Linked DNA regions of Callithrix jacchus: region 2 is linked to region 1. A link is a contact called in public Hi-C data. All regions are on one chromosome and are shown on one strand. Each heading gives the region's core, a stretch centred on a gene start, on an enhancer-like site or on the middle of the called end of the contact. The rest is flanking DNA. Distances are from core to core; before and after follow the strand shown. Region 1 holds the start of PPA2 (inorganic pyrophosphatase 2). Region 2 holds the start of TET2 (tet methylcytosine dioxygenase 2).

The links. Hi-C and Micro-C count contacts between places; a contact is called where the count stands out from the background.
Region 2: a Hi-C map of skeletal muscle shows a contact between it and region 1, with 4 times the contacts expected there. The contact joins the promoter of TET2 here to the promoter of PPA2 in region 1. A contact is called at or near these places in 3 of 3 Hi-C or Micro-C datasets (induced pluripotent stem cells and skeletal muscle).

What each region holds. Positions count from the first base shown.
Region 1 is chr3:91,980,081-91,985,044 of calJac240_pri, forward strand. PPA2 (inorganic pyrophosphatase 2) reads left to right here and starts at 2,754. Exons shown (of 12, transcript XR_013533006.1): 1 at 2,754-2,943.
Region 2 is chr3:92,283,727-92,288,690 of calJac240_pri, forward strand. TET2 (tet methylcytosine dioxygenase 2) reads right to left here and starts at 2,625. Exons shown (of 13, transcript XM_078366750.1): 1 at 2,346-2,625. It also overlaps the pseudogene LOC108590839.

The DNA.
Region 1 (4,964 bases), core at 1,504-4,003:
GAGCCACCGCGTCCGGTGAGATTTCATTTTAAGTAAACATTCACATTCAGAAATGTTTAGTAACTTTTTTTTCTTAAAATCAGGATGCATATACTTTGTTGTCAGTTATTAATAAAATATGTTGCCAGAGTTAAGAAAAGCTATTAGCAAGAGGGACCTCAGAACTACATGCTAGATTAACTCAATAGATAACTTTGTTTTTGAGACAGTGTGGCTCTGTTGGTCAAGCTGGAGTGCAATGGCACGATTTTTTGTTTCACTGAGACCTCTGTATCCCAGGCTTAAACCATCCTCTCATCTTAGCCTCGCAAGTAGCTGGAACTACAGGCATGTGCCGCCCCACTCAGCTGACTTTGTATTTTTTGTAGAGATGGGATTTTGTCAGGTTGCCCAGGCTGCTGGTCTCGAACTCCTGTGCTCAAGCCATTCTCCCACCTTGGTCTCCCAAGTGTTGGGATTACAGGCATGAGCCACCATGCTCAGCCTAGATAACTCATTTTAAGACCCAAAGATCATTAGAAATTAGCCCACAACCTTGCCTCCATAGGAATTAGACTTATTTAAATATCTGATCTGCAAAAGTTAATAGAAAAATTAAGCTTATTTTCCAATATAAACAATAAAATTACACAACTCTGTGACATATGCACAAAAGAGATTTTCTCTCCCTTTTTATGGAGCTTTTGCCTTATAGTTATGCCTATTCAAGTTGACACATTTCAAAGCTACCACTGTTGAGAAAACATTTTAGGATCTATAATCTAAATAGAAAGCCTCTAAGTAGCCAGTCACAACATCTCCTAGAGATCCTTTCTGGAACCTGGGTAGACTAGTCTCCCAATTTTAATGATCACAATGCTGAAAGAACCTGGGTGTCCAGTAGGAAAGTGGTCTAGTTGATGACAGTCTCAAAGAAGACAGACTAGAAAGAAAAAAAATGACATTTGTGGCAGACTACTGGTTGTCCTACAATATCCATTCTCTCCTTCTTCCTCAGTAGTATGGCTCCCAATTGTTATATAGGGCTATCACTACTCAGAATAAGGTTTGCTAGTTTATAGTTTGTGGTAGCCGTTAGACTAAGTGCTGTCCAATGGGATGCAAGTAGAAGTGATACAAGTGATTTGTGAGCAATGTTCTCAAGGGAAGGGGTACAACCTTCTTCTCTTCGGTCTGTCTGGCAGGTGGAATGAGGATGTAATGTTGGAGCTATGGTAGCTATCTTAAATTACGAAGGTGACCTTAGCAATAGAGGTCAAGCACATAAGAGCAATAAGACAGATTCACTTGATTCCCTCCTACAAGATTTCTCCACTACAGAGCCATCTTGGTATCAGCTTTCAGATCTTTGCAAGTAAATGCTGGTTTTAAATATCTTGTCTAATTTCTTGTTAACCATATTGTGTTGTTTGTAGCCATAGAACAGAGAAGTTAACTAGTGTAGTATCAAATTTGCAATTCTAACTTAATTACTTAATTAGTTAACATAATCTATGTAAAGGATGTAAGTCTTCCCTTAAAGGGCCTGGATTTTAAGTTAGAATTATATTTTTATAAATTTATGTATTGTGCTTATTAAAATCTCATAATCTAATTTTTACTGTAGTATTTCAAATCAGGAGATAATTTTTTAATGCCTTCTTTTAATTAAAATAATTTCACTTTGTTTTTTCAAATCCATAAGCACACATTTCTTTGCCTCTTTCTATAAAATTGCTACTCTTCTAGCTCTCACTTTTATGTATTGAGTAACTGATACATTTAATTTTTAAAAAGTTTTAGTTTGTAATTTATAAAATCTTATTTACTTCTATCTTCTGGATTCTTTCACTCCTATTTACTGTGATAATTGACTTTTATCAATTTTATTTGACAACAAGGAGGTCATCTGATGACCTTGGGAAGGTGGAGGAAACCTTCTGGATTGACATGAGGGAAGAATATGAAGAAATGGAGACAGTGACTGTGGACAATTCTTTTAACAATTTTTTCTGGAAGGCTCCATAACCAGAAATTTCTAAGGTGATGAGAAAGACTTAGCAGAGAGGGAATTTCAGAAGCCATAAAGAAACCGTAATTATATGCCAAGCATGGTGCAACATCCTGCGGGGATACTACGTTTCAAGTCTTCAGTGCATGGTCAACTACCATCTAGCTGGCAGGTCAAGGTGAAATAGGGAACATAAGTTCACAGTTATACAGGTATGGTATCAAATACCACTGGAGAAATGAAAATGTAAGAGAAAGGATAAATCACCTCTACTGGGTTAGAAAACGGCCTCATGAAGAAGATGGCATTTGAATACGCTACTTAGGGTTTTTTGCTGTATAAGTCGGTGTCAAGGTCACGTTTTCACGTGGTGGCCTGATCATTTTGTCTTATAGTGATGTCTGTGTGCGTATGCGCTCATCTCCGATGTTGGACAGGGTCTAGAGCAGTTCCCGGTACAGAGTAATCACTCAGTATTACATTACTCTAATAAATCATGATAGTAAATCTTGAAGGGATAAATGAAGTCATGAATAAATGTATGAATTAACGAGTGGCAGTGAGCGTCTCAGGAGTGGTGGGCCCTTCTTTGAGCCGCAGCCTCGCTGAAGGTACAGTGCGCACAACTGGCTGGTGGCCCAGATTCCACTAAGGACCGGGATTGCAGCCCAAGCTCCGGGGTAGGAGGGACGACTCCAAGCGGTAGGGGGCGCCGGCGCGGACGGGCAGGGCCCTCAAGAACCTCCGCGCGCAGAGCCGGACCGCCATCTACGCCATGAGCGCGCTGCTGCTGCTGGTGCTGCGCGCGGGCCGCGGTTGGCGCGCGGGTGTCCCCGCCGCGGCCTGCCTGCAGTTGGCGACTAGCGCCGGGACCCAGCCGCGCCGTGCTATGGCCCAGTACCACACCGAGGAGCGCGGAGAGCCCTGCTCGCATAATTACCGCCTCTTCTTCAGTAAGTAGTTCGCGCAGCTTCGCCGCGCCGCGCGCCGGAGAAACCTGGGTGGGGGATGGAGTGGGGGACACTTGCAGCGCCCTGCGCGGTTTCCCCTCTCTCTCTTTGGGGTCCTCGGCGGTCACCCCGCGCTCCAGCCCCGCGAGATCATGCGCCGAGTCAGGAGAACGGCCAGAGAGTAGGCGGCGGATCCAGACGCCAAAGCGGAACGCCGGGGCGCAGGGCAGCCGGCGGCCGGCGGCCGGGGGAGGGAGACAGCACCCTGCACCCTGCTAGCCGCCCACCCAGAGAGGTGGGCAGAGTGCGAGCGTTCACCCCGCGGCGGCCAGCAACGGTTAGCAGGGCCCGGCGGCGGTTCTCAGTTCCCACAACTTAGTGAGGAAAGGAGGGCAGAGTCCGCCCACCGGCTGGCCTTTCTGGTGGCGTAATAAAGCCGTGAGAAAGCTCCTCCTTCCGGGAGCTTCCTGCTGTCGGAGAAGCAAGCGGAACTTTGCAGTGTCTAATCCAGCGTTTTGGAAAGATCTGATAAAGGTTATTTCCCAGAAGCATGACTTGATACGCACAGGTTTACACCCTGAGTGTGATCACGATCAAAAGCCTTGCTGGCTCCAGGGCAGCCCCTTCTTCTCCACAAGTTGGGCAAGCCTAGAGTGCTAAGCGACTTGCCGGGTCCCTGAGCTGCCCAGTTCAGGGAAAAGACCCAGGTCTTCGTGACTCATTGTTCGGTGTACTCCAGTGTTTCACTATGTACGTTAACTGTACCTGGAAATAGCGATCTTGGTCGCTTGCCTTCACGCCCCACTGACTGCAGAGCCATGGAGTGGTAGTATCTAAGTGGGCCTTGCATTATCGCTCCCCTGTTGGGAGCACTGGCTCTGGAGGCTTTCACTTCTAAGCTGGCCCTCGAGTTCTTCATCTGACCCCGAACGACTTTAAGTTTCTAAGCCTTGTTTTTTCTCATCTGTAAAATAGGGATGCAAGAATTACATGACGTTGTATATATAAAGTAATTAGTCACAGGGCCTAAAATAGAAATCACTATTAGTGATACCTCTACGCATTATAGACATTTGTACTGTAAGAAAGATTTGCAGTTATCCTACAAGAGGCTAGGGTCGAGGATTATTTTCTGGGAGCGAAGACGACCTTGCCTAAAGTCTTCTGATTATAATGCAACTAGTACTAGAATTTTTATCTTTTTTAAAATTGGTTTCAGTTTTCACCCTATGCCACATATTTTCTTCTATCTTCATTTGGTTAAGATTAATCAGGTGAACAGGAAGTATCAAATTTCTCAGTGGATTGTGTTCCAAAAGGTTACCATGTGATGATTAATGGGAATAGTCATAGAAACAGTGTTACAAAATGGCAGTTCCCTTTTGTTGTTGTTGTTGTTGTTGAGACAGAGTCGCACTTGTTGCCCAGGCTGGAGTGCAGTGGCGTGATTTCGGCTTACTGCAACCCCCACCTCCGGCGTTCACGCAATTTGCCGGTCTCAGCCTTTCGAGTAGCTGGGATTACAAGCACATGCCACCACACCTAGCTAATTTTTATATTTTTAGTAGAGACGAGGTTTCATCATATTGGTCAGGCTAGGCTTGAACTCCTGACCTCAAGTGATCCGCCTGCTTCGGCCTCCCAAAGTGCTTTTTAAGTAGATTTTAAAAAGCGTGTCTACTGCAAGTATTCTAGATTTGCAAGAAGTACAGCAATTAATGATAGATACCCAAATAATCAATAAATATTTATGAAATGTTCTAGAGACTGTATAGAGGAGATTTAGTTTTGGGAACTGCCCTCAGGAGATTCACAATATTACTATTAATTAACACACTGGTTGAGGAAAAACAGGCTTCAGAAGCCTGGAGCACACCGAGTACTTTACCCAGCACTGGATTTGGAATGGGGAGTCCAAGTCATAATCATGGCTCTGCCATTAACTTGCTGTGTGCTGTTAGGTGGGTGATTACTTCAGTTCTTTCTGCTGGAGCCAGTTTATTCAGCTGTAAAATGAAGCATTT
Region 2 (4,964 bases), core at 1,375-3,874, 300 kb after region 1:
TAAATACCACAACGTATGAAAAGTTGTCCTCCAAAAGTAAATACTATTTTGTTAGCAAAAGGCATTGTTTATTTTTAATTGTGAATTGCTGAAATAATTAACCATAGTTTTCTCAATAGTTTACCATGAACAGCATTAATGGTAAAATCCTAAGTGTTTTTTTTTTTGTTTTTTTTTTTTTTAATTTTAGGGCAAATGAGAACTAACCAATAAACCATTTCTATGTCACAGAGATCAGTAATGCTTCTCCCATGTAATCATGTGAAGGAACGCTGTGTTATCAATGATTAAAGCAAACTTAACTACATTAAATTAACAAAGATCAAAATAGAAAGTTACACAGTGAGCTACTGAGGACAAATAGTTTTGGAAATACGATTTATGGAGAAATATCTATTATTGTGCTTTTCATTCTATCCATTTTTTAATCCTAAAAATTGTCTTCTAAATTTCAGCTCTATTATCCAACCCTTCACTAACACTTCTCTGCTTACTAACATTTAAAAACATCAATATTTATTGTGTTTAAATTTATATTCTATTCCAAACATTAAGCACACATACAAACATGTAAAAGAACATAACTCCCCCTAGAATTTCAACTTTCCATTAAAATGCAAATGTAATGATTTCATTAGCCAGGCAACAATACCCACAGTCTCACACCAAACCAAACCAATGTCTTTTCTCTGTGAATCCCAACGTCCCTTAAGATACAATCTTATTCCTAGGTTGGATCATTTGTTGATGAATATCTTTGAATTTGAGTTGGCCATTATAATCCCTGGTTGAAGGGGAAAAATCACAATGCGTGATTTGAGATCTTAAATTCATGAATGTATTCTATTCCCTAGACAGGTAAATATATAAATATTTCACTAAATTTTATGCACTAAATTTTACCACGGGAAAATAATCCTTTTCTCAATTCTTAAACATTAGATGAAAAAGGGAGAACTGAGTCAATGTAATTAAAAGTATATCATGAGGGTAATAACCAGCAAATAACACTTCTATTGCATTTTCGGCCTTTCCAGGAGTCTATCCAGGCCACTCTTTATTATGTCATAGGCAGAAAACTCTCCTCAGAAACCCTGTTAGCTTAATAAAACTAGACAAGCAGTCCCAGTGAAAAGATTCAGCAAGATGCGAGTGACGAGTGTGTGTGTGTACATGTGTGTATGAGAGAGGAGAGGGGGAGAGAGAGAGAGAGAGAGAGAGAGAGAGAGAGAAGACAGAGAGCTAGAGCGAGAGAGAGGGAAAGAGAGAGACAGACAGAGGCGCAAAGAGTAAAGAGGGGAGACAGAGAAAGGTGGAGAGATGAAAGACTAAAGAGAGAAGCCAAAAGAGAAATTGGATGGGGCTGTTACAAATCTGCTCTTCACTTCTTTGCTGGGATTGGGTTTCATTCTTTCGGCGCCCCTGACCTTGCAGTCTTGCAACTCTCAACGCTGCGCTCCCCACCCCCTCCCGCCCCCTCCCCGGGCCTGCGCCTGCCTTTGTGTCTGCCTGTCACTTACCAAGGAACCAAACCAAGCTGATTCGGGAGAAGCACAAAGCCGGGACACAGATTTGTCCACAAATTCTCTTACACACATTCCCCAGGCTAGAAGGCTCAGCCAGCGCAGACTGAGGTACCTTGAGAAAAGTGAGTTCTGGTCTTGTTGGGGAACCAGAGAAACTATTCTTTCCTCTTTCACTCAGCGCCGCTAACAAAACGCGCGGACTTAAGAAAAAAAACAAAACCCCACTCAGTGTACTCCAATTCCACTCCCTGTGACATTCACTTCGTACAGTCCCCAAAAGGGGGATAAGGAGGTAAGAACTGGCGGACACAAACCCAGATCCAGACTCAGACCCTAGAGCAGATAAAAGGGTCGAAAAACACTCTATCCGTGTTCTGTCTGAGGTTGTTCGGGATAAACGGGAGGCTCGTTTCACTTACACGAAAGAAACAGGGAAGAGGATTAAAGGGAAAAGTAGTGTCCCCCGAAGCTGAACTATTTTAGAAAGGAAAGCAAATTTAAACAATCACTTTTCTGAGGATTAAAAGGCTGAGAAACCGGCTCGTCAGAGGTACAAAGGTAAGTTTTCTGGGTAAGGAGGGGCGAACATTAGCAGGAGAGAAGAGAACACAGAACTACAGGTTTAAGAGGGGTGGGGGGAATTAAAACTATATTTGTCAGCCATGTTGAAGAGGCTCCAGTAATTTGTGAAGCTTCCCTCTTCCCTCTTGGTATTTGTGGGTGACATTACAGGGTTTGCTCCCCAGTCCCTGGAAGCCCGAGAGAAAGCGAAGGGGAGAGGAAAGGGAGAGTTTCGCGGCGTAAGAAAAGCGCTCTGACCTCGTTCTCGTCCCTCAGCCTTGCAGCAATCCAGCAGTTGCAGTCGGGTCTCCTTTCTAACAAATCCTAAAGGGCAGCCATCTTGCTTCCTTCTGCTTCTCTACGAAAGCAGCCTAGCCTCCGCATCAATATTCATAAGGCAGTTTGACGTCTGTTCTCATCACTCGGCGGGGTCGGCGTCTCGGGGCGGCCGCGCCGAGGGGGCGGACGTGACTCGCATGCGAGCGGGGCCTGGGCGCGCGGCGCTCGCGGAGGAGGCGGCGGCGGCCGCCCGAGGTCTGGCCGCTGCCGCTGCCGCCGGCTCTCCTCCTCCGCCCGGGCCTCCTCCCGCTCCGCCCCGGCCTCCTCCCGCTCCGCCCCGGCCTGCACCGCCGCCCTCGGGCCCTCAGCCCGGGCTCCCGGGCAATTAACCCCCTGCACCGGGCGTCCAGCACTAAGGCCCGCGGCACCTGGGGCCGGACAGCGGGGCGCGCAGTGGAGACCTGGGCTGCCCTCGCGCTGTGCAGTGGCGCGGGGGGAGTGGCGCGCCCGGATGAGCGCGGGGCGGTAGCCGGGACTGGCGAGAGCGGGGAAGGGTGCAGCCCTCGGGGACCCCGGGGACCTCTGCGGGTCCCCAACTCCGGGAGAAGACGCGAGGCAGGAGCGAAGGTGGGGGCGGGGTGGGGGGTTGGGATGGCATGGGTGCCTGGACAAGGACTTGAGAACCAAGATTTCCCTTTGAAACTTTTTGTGGGTCCGCGCTCCACCACCCCTTCGAGGTCTCGCGCACACCTCCCTGCGCACACCCACCTCCTCGCGGGTGTACCCGCACACGCCTTTGCATTGGCCGTCGCCTCCACCCACGCTACCTCTCCCCGCACCTCACCCCCGCTAGCGCCCACCTTCTCAGAGGCCTGAGTCTCTATCCTTTAGATCCCCTTGCCTGCGCTTTCCTGTCCTCCCTCTTCTGTCGCTTTAATCTCACTCAGCAGAAGCACGCCGGTGTTTCACTGAGGGCAAGCCCTTAGTGCTTTAGGGGCCTGTATTTTTAAAGACCCGACAAATTGGGAAATTGACCGAGTCCTGTTTCTCCCCGCCCCGGCCCACCTTCTGTTTACTTTGGCCACGTGGGCTGAGTAGAGGAGGGCGTCTCACAGAGTCGAGATGGGTTTCTCACCAGTGACCCTCTACTTCTCGCTAGTAGGCAATAAACCTGTACTTTCAAACGCTCATGTTACCTCCCGTAAGAGCCTCTACTTTGCAGAAGTTTCCACCAGTACAATTAAGTAATGAGTAATGAAGAAACCGACCGATACAGAGCTAATTCCGAATGACTGGTGCTTGATTTTTCCCTGACATTCGGAACCCTGTAACTAAGCTCTTCCTTTGACCGGAGTTTTTCTCTATTGCCGAGTAGTGTTACTTCCCATTCTAACGCTCCTCTTTCTTGTCATTAACTTTTTGTTTGAAGATGAGATGAAGAACAAAGCCCATATGAATCATAGTACGAATCATATCACCTCAGATAGTAGTTTTTGAAATAGTCCCTTCATCTTTAACATGTCACATTATTGACGTTCACATTTTAAGTAGGTATTTTGGTCACATCTTTTATGGGATAACCGCATGGTGATCGTAACCCTTAAGTCAATACTAGTTACATTGTGTAACCACACCTTTTTTTGGACTAATTTCTTCAGAAGTGAAGCCCTAATTTTATGAAATCGGAATATTTCCTCTTTGAAGAGTGTAAAAAAGGGAACTCCTTGCAAGTGCAACATTGTTGCTAAGAAGTTTAGTGTGTCCAATGAAACATTGTTTATTCCATTTTGAAACAAAGTTCACTCAGATTTCAGATTTTGCACAGGCTAACAAAAATGGTACATTTTCTCCTAAACATTTTAGGTGGGAATGACATTCCGTGTGTTCTAGCTGTGCATTAAAGTGTCACTTAAGTCTTGGCAATTGTTAATGCATTTTAAAATCTAAGCTGTTTGAAAAGTTCTTTGTGATTATAATTTCTTTTCTTTCTTTCTTTTCTTTTTTTGTTTTTGCTCTGTCGCCCACGTGGGAGTGCAGTCTCGGGATCTCAGCTCACTGCAACCTCCGCCTCCCGGGTTCAAGCGATTCTTCTGTCTCAGTCTCCTGCGTAGCTGGGACTACAGGCACGCCCCACCACCCCCGGCCCACCACACCCGGCTAATTTTGCATTTGTAGTAGAGACGGGGTTTCACCATATTGGCCAGGCTGGTCTCGAACTCCTGACCTCGTGATCCGCCCGCCTCGTCCTCCCAAAGTGCTGGGATTACAGGCGTGAGTCACCGCGCCCGGCTTGTGATTTATTTTTCCAGTTCAGGAAATAGAGTTCTCTCAAGACCGCGACATACGTTTATATAGTGGACAGTATTGCCGATTTGTTGAAACATGGGCTTTGGAGTTGGACAGAGCTGAGTGAGTCTTGACTCCGGCTTTTCCACTGTGACGGGTGCATTTTACTTAACTCTCTCAGTATCGGTTTCTTTTAATATGTTGAACAACCTGTAAGACAGAAGGGTGTGGTGAGTTCTTAAGAGCACTAGGTAAGTGCCCAGGTAGTTACTACTACTACTACTACAATAACAAACTACTTTTAGAAGTTGT